Linked DNA regions of Callithrix jacchus: region 2 is linked to region 1. The links are chromatin contacts, called in public Hi-C maps. All regions are on one chromosome and are shown on one strand. Each heading gives the region's core, a stretch centred on a gene start, on an enhancer-like site or on the middle of the called end of the contact. The rest is flanking DNA. Distances are from core to core; before and after follow the strand shown.

Evidence for each region. A called contact is a pair of places that touch in the nucleus more often than the background predicts.
Region 2: a Hi-C map of skeletal muscle shows a contact between it and region 1, with 2.0 times the contacts expected there. The contact joins two enhancer-like sites. A contact is called at or near these places in 2 of 3 Hi-C or Micro-C datasets (induced pluripotent stem cells and skeletal muscle).

What each region holds. Positions count from the first base shown.
Region 1 is chr9:44,755,288-44,762,500 of calJac240_pri, forward strand. All of the region lies in intron 37 of ITPR2 (inositol 1,4,5-trisphosphate receptor type 2), which reads left to right. Among named protein-coding and RNA genes, the nearest start is that of ITPR2, 330 kb to the left of the region's middle. Within about 2 kb of position 4,509, at least 5 of the 16 cell types and tissues checked have an H3K27ac peak or open chromatin away from gene starts, as enhancers often do.
Region 2 is chr9:45,176,789-45,184,001 of calJac240_pri, forward strand. No RefSeq gene overlaps it. Among named protein-coding and RNA genes, the nearest start is that of BHLHE41, 11 kb to the left of the region's middle. Within about 2 kb of position 2,768, at least 16 of the 16 cell types and tissues checked have an H3K27ac peak or open chromatin away from gene starts, as enhancers often do.

The DNA of each region.
Region 1 (7,213 bases), core at 3,259-5,758:
GATTTTTCTCCATTGGGAGCTTTATCTGATTAGGTAGTAAATTTTCATTGCTTTTATCCATGTCAGGTTCATGTTTCTGTGAGAAACATTGTAGGTGCAGACTCCTTGCTTTATAGTATAGAAGTATGTCTTTTTTTTTGCTTTTGATTCTTTTTAAAAATTTTTTTAATTTTACTTTGAGTTCTGGGATACATGTGCAGACCTTGCACAGTTGTTACATAGGTATACACATTCCATGGTGGTTTGCTGCCTCCATCCCCCTGTCACCTATATTAGATTTTTCTCCTAATGTTATCTCTCCCCAATCTTTCCACCTGCTTCTATCTCTTCCCTAGCCCCCCACACAACAACAGACCCTAGTGAGTGATGTTCCCCTCCCTGTGTCCATGTGTTCTCATTGTTCAATACCCATTTATGAGTAAGAACATGCTGTGTTTGGTTTTCTGTTCTTGTGTCAGTTTGCTGAGAATGATGGTTTCCAGATTCATCCATGTTCCTGCAAAGGACATGAACTCATCCTTTTTTATGGCTGTGTAGTATTCCATGGTATATATGTGCCACTTTTTATTTTATCCAGGTTACAATAGCAAATACTTGGAACCAACCCAAATGCCCATCAAAGGTAGACAGAAGAAGTATGTCTTAACTTGTTTTTCCTCAGAAACATATCTGATGAATAACAAACCATCAGTATTGGTATCTCATTAGCTGCTACCACTAAACCATGCATTACTCCCAGTTTCACTGATGCCAAATCTTTTCTTTTCTCTGTGAGATTGAGAACTATCAGTGTAGATACATTTCAGTCAAGATTAAGGAAAATTTCTATGAAATGAATATTTAGAACTGATTATCTCAGTAAGTCTACTAGTACACCTAAACTGAAAGGGATTCCCCAAAATGCCAAATATTCAGCTATACCAGCGCTATAATGATTGGTGGTGTAATGTTTAATAGAATTTTCTGAATTTGATGACACTGTTAGACATTCTGTCATCAACAACAGCAAACATTGATCAAAGGCCTTCTTCCTACAAAGTGCAACGCCAAGTCTGAGGACACACCAAGAGGTATCTGTTGTTTGGACGCAAGAAGTCTGTACTCCAATGTAGAATGCATGGCATGTGAGTACATGTGGAAAGTAAATAATATAAATGTACCCTATCTACCTGCTAAGTGGATTCTATCAGTGTTATAGGCAGAATGTTAGGCCATGCACCAAAGACATTTTTGACAGGTTTGGGATGACTGTAAGCCATTTCCTAGGAATTGTTCATAAAGCTTGAGACACTAGAAGTGAGTGTTAAATTTGCTGGAATAGATCACTAGGGCCATTGGTACTAGGATATTTCATAAAGAGGGTAGAAATTGAACCAGACTTCAAATATCTCAGGACTGTTTGGTTCCCTTGTCCACTCCATCTACATTCCTTTTATTAGTAAATAATATCACCATCTACCAAGCTGCTCACCAAAACTTCAGGTGTCATTCTTGATTTCTCCTTATCTTTTGCCCCTTATGGCAAATGCATCAGCTAGTCTTGTTGATTTTACCTATAAGTGTTTCTTGAATACAACTGACACCTCCTTGTCTAAACCCATTATCCGGGTCCAAGAAACCCTCATCTACTGCTTGGACTACCATATGACCTCCTAACTCTTCTCCCTGCTTCCAGTATTTGTAACTTCAAATCCATTTTTTTCCATAGAGTAACAGTTGTAAATAATAAATCAGATAATGTCATTCTCCTTTTAAAAACCTTTTGATGTTTTTCTGTTGCTCTTTAAAAGAAAATGTCAATTTCTTGCCAAACTCAGTAGGACCCTGCACAACACAGCTCGTGCCATCTTTTAAACCACTTTCCCTTATTTTACTATAATGTAGCCACAGTGGTTTTCTTTCTGTTCCTCAAACAGAATCACCTCTTCTATTCACAGGTTTTGCATTTGTTATTCCTTCTGCCTGGAATGCCATTCCCTTGGCTTCGTGTGCCTGACTCCTTTTATATTTTTCAGGTCTCAGTTCTAATGTCAATTTCTCTGCTCAGATGCCTTTCTTGACAACTCTATCTAAAATAACTTCTCCCAGTTCTTCTCTATTACAACTTCTTATTTTTTATAGCAAATTTCAGAAAATACACATTTCATTTTTGTTATTTCCATGAGTGTAAGGACATTTTTATTACTCTAGCTGCAGTGCATATCACAGTGTCTTGGACTACCCAATAAACATTTGTAAAATGAATAAATAGTGCCGCTGATATAAGCAGAGGAGAAAGAAAGGGGCGTTCTTCTCTAGGTGAGAGTGTGAGCAAAGAGCTGGAGACAGAGTGTGTATAGTATTGTAGGGAGCAATATGTGAGTCCTGCTCAAAGGACTGGAGGAGCCTAGCAGGAATGCTGGCAGTGATAGGTTGGATTGGAGGTTGGGGCTTTGGGTTGAGTTGTAGTGGCTAAAAATGAGACAGTCTAATGGGTAGGTACAGATTGTGTTCAAAGAAGGAAACAGAGGAAGTATCATATTAAGCAGTAGGTCTGATAGGGTGAGCCCAAGGTTGAAGAGAGAAAAGATTAAATACCAAACAACATCAGGAACAGGGCATGGTAGGGAGAAAAAGGGTAAGTGAAATGCATTTTTTTCAGGATGTGGTTTGCAAACAAATCATCTAGAGTACTGTTCTTATTGAGAGTAATTCTATTTATATGGTGTAAAGTTTTGTTTCAATAATACTGATACATGAATTTGGAGAATAAAAACAAATGTATAGAGAGGGTCTTAAAGTCAAAGCTGTATTCACCTTACAGTCAACTTGAAGTTATTGAGGAAATATTTTTGATCAAGGAGTGACTTTATAAGATTAATCCTGCTGTGATACTATTGGTTACAAATGCTGTAGGTAGGGATGCCATTAGAAAAGAATTGTAGCTGTCCAGGTGAGAGCTTCTGAAATGTGTTTCTCAGTCTGTTTCACTTAAAAAGGTTGGACTTGGGCCAGGTACAATGGCTCACACCCATAATCCCAGCACTTTGGGAGCCCAAGGCGGGTGGATCACAAGGTCAAGAGATCGAGACCATCCTGGCCAACATGATGAAACCTCGTCTATACTAAAAATACAAAAATTAGCTGGGTGTGGTGGCGTGTGCCTGTAGTCCCAGCTACTCAGGATGCTGAGGCAGGAGAATTGCTTGAACCTGGGAGGCATAGGTTGCAGTGAGCCGAGATCATGCCACTGCACTCCAGCCTGGTGCCTGGTGACAGAGTGAGACTCTGTCTCTCAGAAAAAAAAAAAAAAAAAGGATGGACTTTATATGTCATAAATTCCATTTGAAAAGTACTCAAAGGAAGTTGTTATAGAATGAAAAACATGAAGACCTGAACTTTGGGAAACTTTAGCAACAGAAAGGTTGGCAGGGATATTTGAGTATCTCTGCTTTGACATCGCCTGTCTTCCATGCCCACACTCTCCTCATGGTAGTGATGTCCATATTTTACAGTAAAATCTTTGGAAATTTCTATATCCTGCTTCTTCCTTGAGACGGTAGGAAGAATGGGCAGCCTATAGAGCTGGGCTGCAATATCACAACTTATCAGTAGGTGTCACCCTCTCACCAATGACTTATTCCACTCGTTTCTCAGGTTTAAAGTTTTAAATTATATAAAATACATGTTTTATTTTTATTCCATCTGTATTTTGAGTTCTTACTTTATAAATATAAATAATTTTTTGAGTCATAAAAGCAAAATTTTTCTAAATTTAGTTATAGTATCAGTCATATTTTGTTTAAAATTCTGTTTTAGTGATATTTTTATACAATTTATAACCTGCTTAATTTTAACTACTGTAGTATTACACTATTTATTTTGATAATATTTTAGTAGTTGGTGGAGACGTAAATAAGTCATGGAATCAGAAAATATATGGTTTGTCAACTTTGTTTTCAGCCCTTGTATAGATTAAACCAATCTATTTTTTGAAAAAATCTGCAGACATTGACATGCACCTGAGTTCAAGATCTTGTACATAGACCTGTTTTTTAAAAATTTTAAAACAAAATATGGGTAGGAATTTGTTTAGCATGTATTGTATTTCATTATCAATTTTATAGATATGTTTACATTTGGGCAAAAACATTAGCAGTAAAATAATAAGGCAAGGGTAAATATTTATATATATATTATGGTTCAATATTTATAAATCAAATGACATTACTTAAAAACCAGATGTACTTAATATTTCATAGTTGTGCTATTTCTTGACTAATCCCTGCAAGTAAAATGATGAGTATATGAGGTTTAGAAAGTACTGTCTGTGGCTCATGTTCAGGAATATCTAGCTCATACCTGTCAATTGGTTATACTCTATGTAGTATCTAAAATATATTATTCCCACACCTCCCCAATTTGAAAATTCATTTGAAATGACAGGGATACTATTAGATAGCTTTATTCATGTGAAAAATTGATTATTCGAAATTTGCTTTCTCTGCTGCTTGCTTAGAAGCATCTGTGTTACATATGCCTTCTATCCTATAATAATCTTGTGTGCTGTGTGACTGGTTTTAATGAACTGTTTCTATCAGTAGGGAAATGGTCTCTGTTTTATTTGCTGCTATGAAAGTCCCAAAACATGTGACAGTACATGTGAGCACTCTGTGCAGATTAAAGCTGCGGGGCATGATTGGAGGAGACACAGACTGCCAAGCCACTGAGGCGGCTCTGCCAACAACAGCATGTGATTATGTAACGCCTGCAGTGTCTGGCACTGTGCTCCACTGGAGACGCATCACGTGTTGTGCAATGCTCTTGGCCCTGAAATTCAATTAGATTGCTTTGAACAATCCGTGAGTCTGCATGAGATAAGCTTGTACTGCTCTACACTAGAAAGCAAATGGATTGATTAGCTGCACATAAATTGATAAATTGCCATTATAATTCCGGCAAGAATATTTGCATTATGCATACATCATCATACCCCTGAAGAGCTGAATTTAAGCATTGTATAACCTGGATAAATAATGTGTGTGGGGGGGGTATCAACCCTCACAACTAGAGAAAAATGTGTTCTTATAGATAGTTAGCAGTAGGCATTTTTTTTTAAAAAAAGCAAAAAATAGATTTTGTCATTGTTTTTGAGAATCTTCTTAAAAGACTGCCAGTATTTTAGTTTTTCAATGCAATTATCTATGAGTGAGAATAAACAAATTGATACAGTGATAATTTGGTGGAGGGCAGGAATATTAGTGAGAAAAAGTCTTAAATTGTGAGTTCAGTTAAATTAAAACTAAACTGTGAGCTCAAATGACCTTTTACTATTTAGCAAATTAACTTTTTGTGAGATTATAGCTGATTGATTTAAGGAACAGTTGGAAATTAACCCTATATTGTTTGGTTGAGACTTCTAGATATATTTTTATAAAAAGTTATCTGGGATGAAAGAAGGAAGGTAATAGAAGTTGAGAAATTGAGGCTTGGGAAAGAAGTTGAGGGTTGTTATCATACTAGAAGCTAAAAAGCCTCTGGGAAACAACCAAAATCAATGATGTGATTTGACTATCCCAGCTCCCTCTACTGCTATTTTGCTTCAAATAGGATTTAAGTTTTTAACCAAAAGCCCTGGCGAGATGATGCTCATTAGAATTGTGCAGACACTGAGTTGAAACCTGAGGCATTGAAATGTTTTGCAGAATGCTTCCATTTTGTTATATCAACAGGGATTAGGTGTACAATTCTTTTGTGATTTTAGGTAAAACAGTCTTGAACTGTAACAAAACAGGTGTTGTTGTGGTTTTTTTCCCCCTGTGGAAGAAAGGCTTTTTTTCTCCTGTTATTTGAAAAATCTTCTTAAAAATTTGCTTAAGGTAAATTCTCATATCCTGATTTTAATGTTAGTAGATTATTTTCTAATATGTACTAAAACCCAGAATTTTACAATTTTTTAACTTAATAAATTGCTTAAGTGATGTGTGAGATTTAACTTGCACATGTACTTTCCCATTTATGTAACTTTCATAACTATCTATAGTAGGTGTTATTCTATTTAACCAAAGGGAAAATGGATGCATCAAGAAGAATAATGAATTGCTTGGGGGTCACACTGCTCAGAGGTGACTGGATAGGGGTTCCAAAGCAGATCTTAAATGTTTTCTTTCACTATATTAATTGTCCCCAAATACTGACCCACAAACTGGGCCGTATTGGACCATATTTCAAGGAAATCCTGATTTGATATGTCTACAGCATAAGCTTGGAATACATAGTTTTAAAATAACTTCCCAGGTGATTGTGATGTAAGATCAGGATTGGTGGCTACTTCATGTCTAATAGTCTAAGCTACAGAGATAGCATTAGAACATCTCTATGCTGCACTTCTGATGTGTGTGTGTATATAAATAAATAAACAGGATGAACACTATATAATATCTAAAAAATTCTTCAGATAGTTAAATTAAATCAGCATGTACTGGTTGGTTAACTGAAGTTTCGAATATTCATACTATATAGTGTTCATCCTGTTTATTCAAATCAAATTATAAAAACATAGTTTATTCTTTTTGGTTCTTAGTAAAACTTTAATAGAAAATATATCTTGCTAGAATAGATATAAAATATTCTGTGTCTGACACGGTAGGATTTTATAATAGTTGAAAGAATATAGTGGGAAATAATTCACTAAATGGCATGCGCTGTGTAAAGGCTAGCCTCCAGGTCTTAAACTGATGGTAGCTGGAGTAACTTTGTTAATGAGCGAATTCAGAGTTGGTTTAATGAGTTGGTGATGGAGGGTAGCTCATTATCATCAGGGAATGTAACTCACTGCTGCATCTTGGCAAAATAATAAAAAGGGACTAGCTAATCCCTTACTCTGCCATAACTGAGTCTGGCTTTGTTGTTGTTGATGTTTCCTTTCCTGTCTGCATCTTTAAAAGATGAGATGTGATCCATCACTGTTGGAGATGGGACTCCCTGAGCATCTCTTTCTTCATTCCTCCCTCCCACTCTTTTTACGATCATCTTGTTTTGTACCACAAATATTTGTTTTAAAGGAAAGTGTTTGAAAGGCCAAATTAAGTCTGTGAACCTACATGCTTCATGACCAAAGCATCCTGGCTCAAGCTTTGGAAAGACTCCAGAGGGGCCCCCGACTGTGTATAATGAATCTGAAAATGTTGACAGTTAATAACAGGGTACATGCAACTTTGCAGAACATGTATTT
Region 2 (7,213 bases), core at 1,518-4,017, 420 kb after region 1:
CCAAATTCTTTTTGAGTTCCATCTGCTTTTTATAGGGTTTTCAGTCTCTTTACGCACAGCTAGCCTGTCAGCTGTCACTTCTTGAAGCCTCAGAGTGCTTCCTCCAATTCTTATCTAATTTGCTACCTCTGACTTACTGTGGGCTAGGGAACCATTTAAACACAACCACACCCATTTGAAATGTGCTAAAATTAGAGTAAACCGGCACTAACAGAAGACCTGAGGGGTTGTTCTACAAATAAGTTGTGTGAATTTGTAGAATCTGTGAACTTTTCTTCCCAAAGCTTTTTTGTTTCCTTTAACTTCCAGATTCTCAGCGATGCTCTTCATCAGATTACTTATGCAAAAGCCTTCAAATACTTTATATATTTCCCCATCATTTTATTACATAAAAATAAAAGCAACTTGCTAATGGTTTTAGTCCACAACTAACCACCAAATAAACAAATTTGCAAGTCAGAAATAAGTTAATTGATTGGATGAACACTTCTCGCCAGTTGCTGAGAACAGGTGATCGGTGATCGAGGGCCACTTGTGAAACTGATTCAGCATTTTGATTTAAGGATGACTCTGGCTCCTGCTTCTTGTATGTAACCTCCTCTGCCTCTGGGTTTTGGACCACTTGGGTGGCTGGCAGAATGCAAAAGTATTCTGGGAAACTGGCAGGGTGGCTGTGTAGGCTGGGATGCTGCCTCTGAATTTAAACACACCCATGGTAAGGGGTTTCAGACTTCTCAATGATTGCAGCACATTCCTTTTCATCTTGAAGTTACAGATTCAGTAAGTGTGTGATGATTCAGATATTTGTTTTGCTCGCTGTATGTGAAGTGCTATGGCAAGTGCTAAAGAATCAAAGATTAACCTCTGAAGATCTCAGTCTAGTGGGGGTGATAGACCTATACTAAAATAAATTACATTGCAACATAGCAAGTGCCACCCAGGGATGGATACAATACTGTGGTGGGGGTGGGAGCTACTAATTGCATCTAAGTGAGGAGACCTAGGTGAGAAGTAACTGGGTTTTACAGAAGGAACAGCGCAATGAGTGCATGAGGCCATCTCCAAAGAGAAGGTTCTGGAAGACCCTGGTTCTGATTTAAGCTGCACTACAGTTTAATTATTTACGTTTTTAATAGTAAAACTCTATTTAGAGATGAAATTATCAGATATGTAAATCACAGGGAATCTATCTACCAAAAAAAAAACCACATGAATTTAGAAAAGTCACAGAAGAAAACGTCAGTAAGCAAATATACTTTGTATTTTTATACACTAGCAATGAACAACTGGAAATTAAACTTTAAAAAGTGCCATTTACAATAAGCTGCAGTACAGTTTAATTGACTATGTTTGACTTGAGGTCTGAGCAAGATTTCCTAACTTGCCAGTCTCTTTAGAACTTGACTGCTATGCTGGCTCTCACCAGCATCGCCTCCTGAGGATCTGAACCATGGGCTGAAACAAGGGAGTCATGATATTTCCTGCTGCAAAGTGAGATATGATAGCATTCAGAGCATGATCATATCTTATGTGGTAGGGGAAAAAGACAGCAAGACAGCAGTACCTCATAAGCAGCTCTGTGTCTCACCTCTTCCAAAAGAAACTAATGGTGACTTCTTTCCCTATGAGTAAGGTGAGGTGGGGAGGGGGGAGAGAAACAGTCCTAGAGGGGAAATATGGCATCCGAAGGCCTGATTTTCAAAAACCTTTGGGAGGAAGCTGAGGCAAAGAACTAGTCCAAGGTCATAAAGCTCAGTAACAGAACCAGGACTTTTTGTTCTGAGTCTAGTGATCTTTATACTTTTATACCATAGTTTTAGTAATGGAGAGGGATAGGCTGAGGTTTTCTCATGGAATGAGTTGAGCTAGTCCATGTGTTTGATCCTAAAAGGCAGAGTATACTTGTTGGTGGAGGAGAAAAGATGATCACCCTAATAACCTTGCTAAATCATGGCATAGAGCATGCAATAATTTTGAGAGACGAAAGTCTAGGGAAATAATTTTCAAAATCTCCTACAATTAACCATACTATTCCACCGTCCACTCACTTTGGAGACATCCAGAAATGTTTCTTTCCTAGTTTAGAAGTCTCCACATTATCTGGTGGGCTGTCTGCCCCTCTGTACTTGTGTGGTCCCAGTTGCGCTCTAGAGGTTCTCTGTAACAGAAGGGATCCAGGACCAAAATAACCAATAAATCTGGTCAGAGAGAACCTCCAGAATCCAGCAAGCTGGAGAGAGGGCCGTGTGCTTCAGTTTTTATATAGAGTATTTTTAGGGCACTGTGAACTTTAGCTAAGGTTTCAATTTTGGAGCCTTTTCCATATCGGTGTGCACAGAGAATATTATGTGCTGCACAACAGAGATACTGAGTATCTGCCAGACAGTTTAATACATGTTGCTTCCCTATGCGGCCTCGCAGCTTCCTCACTGTGATTCGAAAAGTAGCTGTAACAGGGGGACTGCAGTCTGGACCCAACTCTTGGCGACCTGTAACTTAGAGCAACGAGAAAAAAAAACAAAAAAACTTTATAATGTCATAACATGACATAATAAAGACACAGGATTCTAAGGCACCTTAAGCAGGACTTAGTTTTCAAATATATATATTATCTTGAACAAGACTTATCTATCTGCATAGCCTTATCATGGTTGTGTAAACCGAGTATGACCAGAGAGGCACCTGACTGCGGGCACCCCGAAGGCCTCTGTAGACCCAAGTGGCTGCAATAATGGATCGATTTCTAAGCTGTGCCTGTAAGATCCTCATTTTAAAGCTAGTAAACCAACCCTTGCTCCTTCAATCACCGTTGAAGCGCTGCTTGGGGGGTTGGGGGGGAAGGAAGGAGGGGGAAATCATGTCATCAGCCTTGAGCTCTTCAAGGAGCTCTAGGATTGGAGAGAGAGAAGCATTCTTAGGTTGCCTAGCGATAAAGCTGCAGATGATATCATTCTCCCCTAGGCCGGCCTCCCCGCCCGGTTTTCCTTCCTCCCTTCCCAGCTTCAGTCTCCCACGCCTGGGTTCAAAGTACAGCCGCGCGGGGTGAGGGAACCGGAGCCGGACGCGTCGCAGTCACGTGCGCGTGCACGTGTCTGGGCGCACGCTGAGTGGCACGTGAGAGGGGGCGAGGCCTTCTCGCTGTCCTCCGCGCGTGCGCGCTGCTTCTCCACACCCGCAGTTCTCCGGCCACTGGCCGCGGGGCCGGGGTGGGGGACCGCGGGGACCCTAGGGCTGAGGGCAGAGCGGCGGCGGCCGGGCTCGGGCGCGTTCTCCCGACAGCTGCGCCACACCCTTCCCGGCTGCGTCTCAGCGGGCCAGCCCTGGGTAGTCATCTCTCCCGAATTAAAGCTGGCTCTGACTCAGGACTCCTCGAACCATTCTGACACAGCAGTTTCCGAGCGGCCCTCCTGGCGCGGGTTACGCGAAGGTCGACAGCCGCCTCAGAGGGCCTTGGGGCGGGAACTCCGGTCTAGGACTGGCCGCGGCCGGGCGGGACCCCAGCGGGTCCAGGTCCTGGGCCAGGACTTGGCGGGGAAAACCCCGGGCGGTGGGTGGGGGTGGGGAGAAAGTGCTAGAGCACAGTTCCGGGCAAACGAGGTGTCGCAGTACCGGCTGGCGGAGGCATTGCATCTTTTCATTGGGCTCACATGGAGTTTTGCAAATTGAATTCCCACTAATTAAGCACTAGGCAGTTTGTTTAATTGTGATAAAATACACTGGGACTTTCCGTTCAAAGTGTAAAGTAAAAGAAGTGATTTTATGGCACTAATGGATTTTGCATGGTGCAGTAAAGTGAAGGAAACTAATGTAACCAGAGACCGGGAGATGGATTTACCTATTTACAAACCCCTTTTGGGCAAAATGATCATCTAACACTTTCCCTCTTGGAAGCGACCACGTTGATTTTGTAACACTTTCTGAAACACTCTTATAAACAATCTGAAATGAATAATTAGTTTGGAGGAATTTGGAGTTCATAGTGCCTTTTAGATAACAGATACTCAAGGGTGTTGCAAAAGTAGAGAAGTACCACTACCCTCCGCAAACAGGGCTTTGGTCATGTGATGGAAAAAGATCTCAGGCGTTGCCAGTAATATCTGGACAGGTCAGGTGCCATTTGCTGACATCACAGAATGGCTGTAATCTCTCCAGTCTAAATAGCACAGTGAGTGCCACCTTGGAGACAGAATGCTGGAAGCTAACAGACATTAACAAAGCACAAGGCATCCTTTGTTTGTTGTTTGCCCGTTAATGATATGTATACATAGTGTCTATAGGTTGAGTTTCAGTTGCAGTTAGTCTTTCCCGCCCTCCACCACTTAGACTGCGCGAGACAGTTTAGTTATTAATATTCTGAAAGGTTGAAAAAGAGAAGATAAACTTCAGACATTCACTCAAATATATATTGAGCTTCTCCTATGTGCCAGGCGTTGGAAATACAGCAGCTTCCATACAGACAAGTTCATCACCCCCCATGATGTTCACGACTCCTAGCAAAGTCTCAAAGCTTCCCAGGCATTTGCCAACACAAAGATTATTTATGACAATTAGTCATCCTCTCCCTCAGCACGAAATTTTTTCGATTGACCCTTAGGAAGAATGTTAGGTGAAAGGGCTGGACCTCCAATCCTATCAATTCCTACTCACGTCTCCTCTCCTTTCCTCACTCCTTTTATAGTAGCTTCCCTGCTGGTCTGCCAGCAGGACAGGGTTCATACTTTACCAGAATATTGCATTTTTTCTTCTTCTGCCTACAACACTGGGTCCCCAGATATCTGGAAACTCAATTTCATGACCTCCTCTCCCTACCTTATATCTCTTTTCAAATACCATTCTTCAGAAAGGCCTTCCCGGAGCAGTCCATAGGCGATATATAGAATATTTCCCCTCCACCAACATCATTATTTTTACTGTTTTGTTTTTCTTCATAACAGGTACCACCTCTGATATAGAATGTATACAACAATGTACTGTGTGTGTATACACACTCATGTAATCTGTTTATTGCCTGTCTACTTCAGTAGGATAAGCAGGGACTTAGTTTTATTCATTGCTTTGTGCAATGCAAGAATGGTGCCTGGCAATAAGTAAATAAATATGGCCCTTAAAAGATAAATATGTATTGATTCTCAAATATTTTCTGGATGAATGAACATTTCTAGCGACTACTTCAGTTTGATCGCCTCCAAAGGTAACAGCACACAGCTTCTCAAAGCATCATGTTGTGTGTTATGAATCCATTACCTCCACTCTTACTGAACACCTGCTATGTTCCAGGTACTGTGTGATTCAAAGAATAAACTACATAGAAAAGTCAGTAAGTGGTAAGGAGGCAAAGGCTATGAACAACTTATATCTGCAAATGGGAAAAGATTCAGCCTGATTTGGAAGCTTATTGGAAACAGTGATGAAGCATTAATGGATTCCCTTAACAATAGAGTTATTAAATTTCACCTTAGTCCAAATGATTGCAAGTTACTGTGTCTAAAAAATTGCTCATCTAGTGGCGTTCCTTCTGTCAAATTGAAAATTAAAGATTTTGGTCATTTGATCCCTTTAGCCAGCAAGAATAGCTGTAATAGCCCTGTAGAGGAAAAAGTGAATTTCTTGTTTCTCACCTCTCAGATGGCCCCAACCCCTGTGTGGAAACGGAATCTCTGACTGTGACCCACAATGGAATGCACAACGCATGTGACTAAGGCTTGAGTCTCAGCTGCCTCAGCTCTAGGCAGGTGTGGTAACCTTTGTTACCAGTCTCAGCTGCCTCAGCTCTAGGCTCTACCAGGTGTGGTAACCTTTGTTCCTTAATCAATGAGCTTCTTCAACTCAAGGCTTAGTATTTATTCGCTTAATCTCAGCACCTAGCACAATGCATGGCACACACTAAGTACTCAATAAATGACTATCAAAATTCAAACCTTCCTTTCCATTCCCACAGTGACTGTTCTAGTTCAAACCCTTATCAGCTCTCACCTGAACTGTCGCAAGAGCCTACTTAATGGCCTTTGTCCAATCTTCCCTTCCCCAAGCATTGACCACACAGCCAGCACAATTAACTTTCTTCTCCCCCACCCCCCCAGATGGAGTCTTGCTCTGTCGCCCAGAGCTGAAGTGCAATGGCATGATCTCACAACCTCCACCTCCCAGGTTCAAGCAATTCTCCTGCCTCAGGCTCCCGAGTAGCTGGGATTACAGGCACATGCCACTACACTCGGCTAATTTTTGTATTTTTAGGAGAGACGGGATTTCACCATGTTGGCCAGGCTGGTCTTGAACTCCTGACCTCGTGATCCATCCGCCTAGAACTCCCAAAATGCTGTGATTACGGCATGAGCCACTGCCCAGCCAATTAACTTTCTAAACACAGAACACATACTGAAGCATAGTCCGGGACTCCCTTCCTGCATGAAGACTGTATGAAGGCTTAAACCTTCCCTTCTGGTTTCACTCTCTTCCATTTCCTCCCTTGTACTGTTTCCCCCAGTGGAAAGATGGGCATCTAATGGCCTAGTTGCACTGAACTACTGCAAGTTCCCTGACTATGCTTTGCACTCTCAAATGTTTGTCTTTAGGTAGATTAACTTACATTTGGATACCTCCTACTCATCCTTCAAAACTAAGCTAAATTGCACCTCCTCTGTGAAAACTTCCATAACTATTTTAGTCAAAACTTAACCTCACCCACTTCTTTGCTCTTAGCCCTTTCTTTAAATCTCCATTTTGATGTTTAACATCGTATTCTACAAACGTGCATGTGCAAGAAGTGATGCATATTCTTATTTTCTCTCATTAAGTCTGACTTCATGCCACCTGCCCAAGGGCTGTTAGAAAATGATTAGAGAGTCATTGTGGACTCTCCTGCCCCCCTCCTCTCCCCAAACCCTCTTTAGAATTTTCACAAGGACCCGGGAATTCAGGAACCAGGGAAAGGACCCCTTCATTCTCAGACTGCCCTAGATAATTGTCAGTGTCAGAGCCTGCTGCTTGGTATCCTTACCGTCTCTTCCACTTTCTGGGTAGGAGTCTTTGCTAATGCTGGAAGCTCCAGGCCTTAGGGGCGTTGTGTCCCTATTTCCCTCCTGGGCTTTGCCACGCCCAAGGAGCTGCACACCTGTTTATTGTTTTTGTCTCTACTCCTTCCCTCAAACATAATCTCCAGCTTTATTTAGAGAGGGCTGCAGAGACCAGGCAGCTAACCTGAATGAATGGTGTT